Regions from separate parts of the Mus musculus genome. Here regions 2 and 3 are each linked to region 1. The links are chromatin contacts, called in public promoter capture Hi-C maps. All regions are on one chromosome and are shown on one strand. Each heading gives the region's core, a stretch centred on a gene start, on an enhancer-like site or on the middle of the called end of the contact. The rest is flanking DNA. Distances are from core to core; before and after follow the strand shown. Region 1 holds the start of Cmpk1 (cytidine monophosphate (UMP-CMP) kinase 1). Region 2 holds the start of Gpbp1l1 (GC-rich promoter binding protein 1-like 1). Region 3 holds the start of Pik3r3 (phosphoinositide-3-kinase regulatory subunit 3).

Region 1 (2,778 bases), core at 89-2,588:
TGGACCTTAAAAGTGTAAACCAGATGAGGGTGGTCTTGAGTTCACAGAGTTCCATCTGCCTTTGCCTCCCAAGTGCTGGGAATACAGTCAGGCTTCAAACCTATCATCTTCCTGCTTCAGCCTTTGACTTCAGGTTTCTTATTTGGGGAGCTGGAATATTGTAGGTCCAAAGCCAAATTATCTATCTTAGCCCCCAATCAACCATTTATTGTTCACCTCTATGTGACCTAACATTCTTGTGACTATTAGGTAAGTCCATTTGTAACATACAAACAGAATCCTAGCTTCCAAACCCAAAGGCTAAGAATGTGATTGTAAGGGTCCATGACTTTTCAAAGAATGACACCCTGGATTCAAAAAGTATGTAAATACAAAGAGTGTTTTATTTTGCAGAAGTTCAGCATGCTGGGGTCTCCCATTACCAAGAAAGACCGAGAAGTGAGCTTGCAGGCCCAATTTAAAGCACACTGGGGGAGTTCTGAGGTAGGTGGGCTTTGTCTTACTCTATCTCTAGTCAAGTGCAGCAGTGAGGAGGAAGGAAGTTTAATCTGTAACTGATTGTGAACCATCCATTGAGATAACTCACTACCTTTGGATCAGCTTGTCTCATCCCTCTCGTCATCATTTGGCATCTGGGGCCAATAACAGTACCAGCTTTGCTAGAAACCATCTCTACCAAGTTATCTGAAAAAAAAATTGCCATGATTCATAGCTTTGTTCTGTTACTATAAAAAACTCCATGAAAATGCTACCACTGCCGACTCCAATTTTCAAAGGTTTGTGTTCATCCAGGCTCAGTTTTCACTCTTTTTCTTCTCTCTTCAGAGTTTTCCCTAATGGCCCGAGTCAGGGTAACAGAGCTAAGCTTAAAGTCTTTCCCTGCGGTTAGAATATAACCTAAGTGCTTTTCCATAACCGACTCAACTCTCCATTAATGACTTTCCATTCCACTTATCCAGCCCTAACCTTCTAACATGCCCTTCTCTCTTGGCGGGTCACTGCATCCAAGTCTCTGCTCTTTTCAGTCCTCAAGTCTTGGTTCCAAGGTCACCTCTTTAGAGGCCTTCTTTGCAAACCTCAAACTGTTCTCATTTTCCTTTGGTTTCCTTCCCAACAATGCCGTTGTTCCTACTGACTCCTGTGCTTGCCTCTTCGGTTAGGCCGCTTCTCTTGGGAAAGGGAAACCCGGGAGATTGAACCACTGGTCTGCCTAAACGTCAATCCAGGTTCTGAAACTGAAATGCCTTGGGTCTCCAGCCACGTTAGGAAGAACCGGAACCGCGAGCGGAAGCTGGCGCAGCGCACGGAGGCCCCGCCCCTTCCTGTCACGGCGGCCGGCAGCTGGCGGCGGGGCCCCGGCGCCCGCTCTGCCCGCCCCCTCCCTGCCGCCCCGCCCGCGCCGCCGCGCCGGCCGCTGTCAGAAGCGCGTTGTATGCTGAGCAGCTGTCGTCGGCTGCTCCCGCACGTCCTGGTCCCGAGCTGCCCGCCGCTGACCCGCACACTGCGGCTCTTCCCTCTCCACCTCATGAAGCCGTTGGTCGTGTTCGTTTTGGGCGGGCCCGGTGCGGGCAAGGGGACCCAGTGCGCGCGCATTGTCGAGGTGAGGCCGTGCGGGAGGGCGACGGAGAGCTCCCGGGCTGAGCGGAGCGGGCCGGGGCCGGAGGGAGCAGCCGCGTTGGCGGCCGCGCCCCTCGCTGTGGGGAGCGGACTACGAGTCCCGACGGCCACCGCGCGCCCGGGCCGAGGGGCGTCGAGTCTACGAGTGCTTTGTTTCCGCGCGCCCTTGCTTCCACTCCTGGGATCCGGGTCTTCTCGCTACATCTCTGGCTGTCAGTCTCCGGCTAACCGGCCTCGAGGAACCCGACCCGGATCTTGTGGTAGTTAAAGTGCCGGATTTGTGAGAGCCCAGGCGCTAACCTTTGGCCCAGCTGACAACTCACGCCCTTTTCCTTGGGCGAGTGAGTCACTCACTCTCAGTGAACCTCAGTTGTCTAAGCAAATAAAAAACTCTGCTCTCCGAGAAAGTAAAACACCACCCAACTATAAAATCCTCTTATCATTTTTTAAATAATGTTTGCTTTAGGACTGCAGAGATGGCTGAACGGGTAAGGGCGCCTACCACCACGTTCCATCCCTGAGACCCACAGAGAACCACAACCCCACTCCCGCGAGTTGTCCTATGATGTTCACTCTAGAGCTCAAGGGTTTGCCCACACAAATAACTAAATACAATTAAAGTTTTGACATAAGTTTACCAGTTCCATTCTTTTAGTATTTGAGGTCAGGGGTGGCATGTACACGGAGAGAGGCAAAGACTTTAAACTCAAGCAGGTATGGGTTCTAGCCCGTGTTAGCTGTAGTGATGGACTGTCTTGTTTTTTCTAGCCCCTATGAGCTGTAATGATGCGGTGAGGAAGGCTTAATGGACTGTCTTGGGCAGTGTTTTAAAGGAAAACAAGACAATCAGAAAGAAATGGCAGGGTTGGGGAAAAACACCCAACATTCACCTTTAAATTGAGTGCTTGATAAAAGGTTTTGACCCAGAACTTGATAATTTCTTCTTTTCCTATAAGCCGTGGCCTATATTTGCTTTGTATTTTTTTCCACGTTCATATATTCAGCTCCTGCCCTATAGTCTATTCTCTAAAGAACAACCACAGATAAATAAAGTAATGTGGTCTAAAAGTTGTGTGTTTTACAGTTATGTCTAGAATTACAGATAACTTTGGAAAATCAGTTTAATCACAAAGCACATAGAATTTTTCTCCTTATTTTTAC
Region 2 (2,778 bases), core at 93-2,592, 1.6 Mb before region 1:
AGGCAGGGCTACACTGACAAACCCATTTTGAAAACAAAAAACATTCGACCACCAACAAACTACAAATCTGTCTACTGGCGTCTAATACTCTTTAGTTTTTGATGAGATTTACAAAAAAAGTGGCTTTATTACTAAACAAAAACCATGAACCACCACTAACTTCTGGTTTTCCGGGTAAGAGTTATCAAAGTTAAACTATTCAACACATTATACATGCCAACCTCAGAGTACAAAAGTGGCAGACAAAACTGATACCACAGCACAATTTCAGAACTATTCACAACTACCAAAAACAAAAAACCGCACCCATTCTTATGTAAACTTTTGCAGTAAACTTCCTGAGCCTCACCTTCGCTTACACCTACCCTCTTCAAAGGTACCAATTGTCAAAAACTCCTAAGAGAAAACGTCCCATAGGGGAAAAAACGACTGAAATGTTATTATATTTAAGCATTTAAACAGGGTTCTTCCTCAGGCTACAGCCATTTTAGATTCAGTATCTTTTGAATTTTATGGGTTGGGAAGATTTAGCATGGAATAAAAACGACTAGTTAAGCCACTTCAACTAATCAAACTTCCACTCCAATGGGACGGAGTTTGGTAGATAACCAGTAAGACAATCTGAAGTTGAAAAGGTCTCCCTACCCCAGAGAACCGCGACTCCGGGCGTGGAAGTTCCCTTTCGCCCAGATAGTCCACATTTGACTTACACGACTTTTTCCTCGTTAAGTTTCTCTTAACTGGAAAACAGAAGCCTTCGGCTCTTATTTTAAAGAAAGGTAAAATAATAATAATAATAATAGTAATGATAATAATGATAATAAAACCCAAGTAAACCAAATCACTCAACCACTATCAAGCCGGAACTCCTGGAGAGGAGCCGGAGCCGCAGGTGAGCGTTTCCGACCGGGAACTGAAGTTGAAGTCGGAGAGCTCTGGAACCGCCGCGGCGACGCTAGTGTGCAAGACTCCTCCCGTTGGCGGGGGGGAGGGGGACGTTCCAACTCGGCGACTCCCAGGTCCCTCGTCCACCCCGGCGGACCCACACCCAACCACCTGTGCAAGACCTTCTTCTAACTAGTTTTCCTAGACGGCCAGTTAGGTGCCGGCGGAGCCCGTGCCGGGACCACTCCAGGTCTCCTTCTGCTCGGTGTCCAGGACCCATACTCACCCGGCAGCGGCGGGGCTACGGTCAAGGACGACTCGCGGCGTCTGAGGACGCGTCCTCAGCTTCTCCGACCAGCAGAGGTGACTAGCCCACAACCATAACAAAGCTCTTCCCAAAATGGCTGCCCGGCCCACAAGGCCCAGGAGGGGGCAGAGCGGGTGGAGGAGGAGCGACGGCCGGCTGGGCCCTCCCTCTGCCGCTTCGGCCCGCCTCCTTCACGCCCACTAGCACCGGCGCACGCGCAGGCGTGAGCTCCAGCTTTCGTGACCCCGCCCGGGCGCCCGCGGCTCGCTCTGGAAACGTTGGGCTGCTCCTGCAGCGGTTACTTCCCGCCCCGCCCCCGGCGCCCTTCGGCGCGACGCCGGTCGGTCCACTCTCCCTTCCGCAAAGCCTTCGCCTCTCCTTGTGCCGCTCTTGGGGCGAGGACCAGCCGAATTCAGCACGCCCCTTTAAAGCTCCCAGCCGGGTCCTCCGGCCTGGGAGCACGTGAATATGGGAGGATATATTTGTACCAGTTCTTCCCCCACCCATTCTTTCTTCACCTTCTCACACCTCGATTGTGAACCAGATGCTTCGCCAACTACTAGAATTGTCAAACAAGTAGCGGAAGAGTGTGTTTTCCGAGCCCTGTACACCTTTGCCCCTCCATTCACAGGCGCGCGCCGTGGAAACTACAGTCCTAGGCAAGCCATAGACACACACATACTCCCGCCCCTCCGGACTAGAGCATGCGCGGCGGTGTGGGCGCACTACCTGCCGGGAGTTGTAGTTCATGGGCATTGCAGGCGTCACGGAGCCGCCAGAATGGAGGGTTGAAATCTGCTCCAGCCCAGTCTTTGCTAATAAACCCCCAAAAGAGTCTATAAGCACTCTCTTGGCTATTGCACGACAGGAAGGGACCGTACAACCTTGCCAGAGAAGGTAATAAAACTGGCGGACAGCGTCTCACTAAAAACGAATGTTTCAGGAAGTTAGTTTTACTGCTTAGAATGGAGGAAGTAGTCAAAAAGGAGTCCCTACGTAAATGAACTCTCCTTTTTGTCTTCAGCTTTTTACACAAGGAGCCAAGAACGCTCGAAGTACTTGGTAGCTGTTCCTTTTGGTCGACAGATGGCAGGTTGGGGGTGGGAGAGGAGACTTAGAATAAATCACACAGAGGATAAATTCAACAATGTTACTTCCTGGATGACCTTCAAGCTCAATGCCCCTAACGCCACACTTTGATTCATAGAATTCTGAATGTTGGGCCCCAGTCTTCTGTATTCCTCAATGTAATTTCTAGGTAATAGAGAATAAGGTAAAAACAAAATCAACACCTCTTTCTCGCCCAGTGGTAGTAATAAAGGACTCAAATGCGGAGGAAGATGTGTCCAGTCGACTCAACAACGTTGTTTTGCAAGTTAAGCGTTCCAGGCAATCCTGCCTTTAAAAAAATAAAATAATTCCGTAGGCCAAATCAGCCAACTCCAAGTCTCCTCCTAGCTTCTTCCACTACTGTTACTGGGGGTTATTTCAGAAATTGTACTCTACTTCCTGAATATGTGTGTGTGTGTGTTAAACTGGTTAGAGATCCCATAACAGAGACTTGTAAGGTATCTGAAAGCTGACTT
Region 3 (2,778 bases), core at 118-2,617, 1.2 Mb before region 1:
TGAATAAGAACGCACAATCCCTGAAAATCACTAACCGGCATTTGGTTTCTATGAGAGAAGCACGGAGTCTCAAAATGAATAATCACAAAGGCAACTCAGTTTCTAAAGTTAACCAAGGTAAAATAACAACGAACCATAGCAGATAACTGCACTAAAGTATAAGCTTTAAGGAATCGCCACAAAGGGAAATTCTTCAAGCATGGATTATAATACATCCCTTGCCAGCAGAAATCTTGATTAAAAAAAAAAAAAAAAGTGGAGGGCCGTCAAAACCCTGAATGACATGCAAAGGCCAAACCAAAACGGGTCTTTCCTCCCACTCCAGTCCCCCCGCCCCCACCCCCTCAGGACAATGGGATCAGGGTCCTAACTGCAAACTTTAAAGGTGTAAGCCAGAGCAGTTTTACTGCAGCTATAACTGCAATCTACCCCTCATCCCGAACCTGGCGCACCCAAGAATACTTCTGGCCTGAAAACGTCACCGGGGTTTTGTTAAGCACAAATCAGACCCATCCAAAAATTTTAAAAAATAATAAAAATAACAAGTTTGCTCTCAAATACCTGGAGGATCCATTTCAATATAAAATATCAGTTCTGTCGAATAGGGCATCATCACCTCCCTCCAGTCTGCGTCATCGCGGTCCATACTCCACACCGTATTGTACATCGCGCTGTCAGGGGCAGGTCGTCGGGAAATATATAAAAAGCATATATATCTTTTATCTGATATTTAAAATCTAAATATATATTTGCAAAAGTTCCACACGGAAATGTACTTGGGGGTTTCCAACGGCCAGTACAAGTCCAGCCAAACTACTAGGATGAGGACAAGGTCCTCCTCTTCTCTCCTCCTAAAGCACCCAACAAAATACCCCGAACTTTCAAGCTACGGGGTTTTTACCTCAGAGGGTTACAGGGAAGCTCGGAAAGCAAAGAGCAGTGGTGTTAAAAAGCAGCTTCCCGAAAATCCTTCCTACACAATCGCTCTCCAAAGGGAAAAGCTCCCACCGCCTCCTAATCTTTCAGCGGAAGCCACTTTTGTGTCCTTCGGAGAAGAGAGAATGGAGAGGAAGGGGGAAAAAAGAACGCGTTGGGAGAAAGCTGGGGAAGTGACAAAGGCTTGAAAAGGGGGTTTGCGTTCAAGTTTCGGGGTCCCACTGGTCTGCGGAGAGCGATTCCCTCTGGGATTGGGACTCGGGCTCTATTCGCGTCAGGCTGGGAACCCAAGCTTCCGCAGCTTCGGGATGGCGACCCCTTGGAGAGTCCAGTCAGCTCGACTGTGCCCGAGTAGTAAAGGTAACCACGACAGCGCCGGCTCCCCTCACGCTCTGCCCTGGCTCCAACCACTAGAGTTTCATTTTAACTGCGCTGAGGGGACCTCCTCCCCCGCCCTCCCCCCTTGCCACCCCCGCTGAGGCGCCAACCAACCGGGCAGGACAGGAGGAAGAGCCGGTAGCTCGACTGTCCTTTCCACTCCTTTGCACCTTAACTGCAAAGATTGTCAAGTGCCTAAGAAATGAAGACTGCCACCACCCTCCGCTTCGACTTTTAACTCTCCCCGTCAGCCTGCGAGACTCGACACTTTAATCAGACTTTGCCATTACCCCCTAGCCTCGCTCAGAATGGTACAGTCCGGGCGCTGGCCGCTCGCCAGGAGTCGGAGCCGGGCGCACGCGAGCTCCTCCAAGAGTGGGGGGCGGATGGTGATTGGCTGAGCCCGGTTGCCGGAGCCCGAGCCTGCGTCTTTTGTCTGCCCTGCTCCAGCTGAGGAGCGGAGACGGCTGCGCGCCCCAAGCGAGCCAATCAGGAGATAGCCGGCGCCGGCCGGTAAGGCGGCGATTGGTCGGACCTCAGTTACTAAGCGGGACAAAGGCAGAGGGGAAAAGAAAAGAGGAGGAAGAAGAGGGGGTGTGGAGAAAGAAAGAAGGCGCAAACGGCGGTTACTGACAGGCTGGGCGAGCGCTCGGGGGCTCAAGCTGCCCGGAGACTGGCGGGGCTTCCCGCTGTGGCTCGGTCCTCCCGGACGAGTGACGAGGGGGAGAACGGGCTGGCGCGAGACTCTTCTGCCTGGAGACTAGCTGCGGGGGGAGGGGAGCGGCGGCAGCGGGGCGTGCTGTCACTTGGCGGGGCGCACACTCTTCTGCTCCATTGGAAGTCTCTGGGCAGAGTTCCTCCTCACAAACCTCTTCACCTTGCTGCGTTCGCCCTCCCCTACCCCGGTGTTAAATCATCAGATACAGCAAAGGTCGCCAAGCCCACTTGCAGGACTCTCTGTCCAGACAAGATCCCCATCGTCCCCCACCCCACCCCCCCCACACACACACTCCCTGAGGGTACCTGAACCTTGAATGTTCCTTGGGGAGTCATCCCCCCCCCCCCCCGCTACTCCGCTTCACACTGAAGGACTTTAGAACCCATAGTTACGCTCAAGCAAAGAGTGAGGCATCTCATCGAGCCCTCCAGTTCTAGTACTCAAATCAGAAAATAAAGAAATAAGAATTAAATAGATTTTTTAAATTACAGTGTCTGTGTGTTTTCTGTGGTAAGTCACAGGTGTTGCATTCCCCTACCAAAAAGGCGCTTTTCTGTTTCCCACTTCCTAACACACAGGTCCCTCCTTCCAAGCTTAAAGTTCTGAGACTTGCTTCAGAAAAAATGCTGAACATTTTCATGCATTTCAGAAACAGCTAATTAACTTGCTGGGGAACCCTGAATAGCTAACCTGTGCCTAGAATTGCCATCCTGCCATACAATACAGTCTGAGGAGGCCAAAACGGC

The links. Promoter capture Hi-C pulls out the DNA fragments that hold promoters and counts their contacts.
Region 2: a contact with region 1 is called in a promoter capture Hi-C map of pre-B cells, with 6 times the contacts expected there. The contact joins the promoter of Gpbp1l1 here to the promoter of Cmpk1 in region 1. A contact is called at or near these places in 2 of 39 promoter capture datasets (cranial neural crest and pre-B cells).
Region 3: a contact with region 1 is called in a promoter capture Hi-C map of pre-B cells, with 8 times the contacts expected there. The contact joins the promoter of Pik3r3 here to the promoter of Cmpk1 in region 1. A contact is called at or near these places in 4 of 39 promoter capture datasets (cranial neural crest, frontonasal cranial neural crest, pre-B cells and 1 more), 1 of 484 Hi-C or Micro-C datasets (pre-B cells) and 1 of 115 datasets of contacts at active chromatin or transcription factors (pancreatic cancer cells).

The regions. Positions count from the first base shown.
Region 1 is chr4:114,985,788-114,988,565 of GRCm38.p6, reverse strand. Cmpk1 (cytidine monophosphate (UMP-CMP) kinase 1) reads left to right here and starts at 1,338. Exons shown (of 6, transcript NM_025647.3): 1 at 1,338-1,600. The coding sequence starts at 1,433.
Region 2 is chr4:116,556,222-116,558,999 of GRCm38.p6, reverse strand. It overlaps Gpbp1l1 (GC-rich promoter binding protein 1-like 1), which reads right to left and starts at 1,342. Exons shown (of 12, transcript NM_029868.3): 1 at 1,172-1,342. It also overlaps a transcript of Tmem69 not described here.
Region 3 is chr4:116,220,197-116,222,974 of GRCm38.p6, reverse strand. It overlaps Pik3r3 (phosphoinositide-3-kinase regulatory subunit 3), which reads right to left and starts at 1,367. Exons shown (of 10, transcript NM_181585.6): 1 at 562-1,367. The coding sequence starts at 667.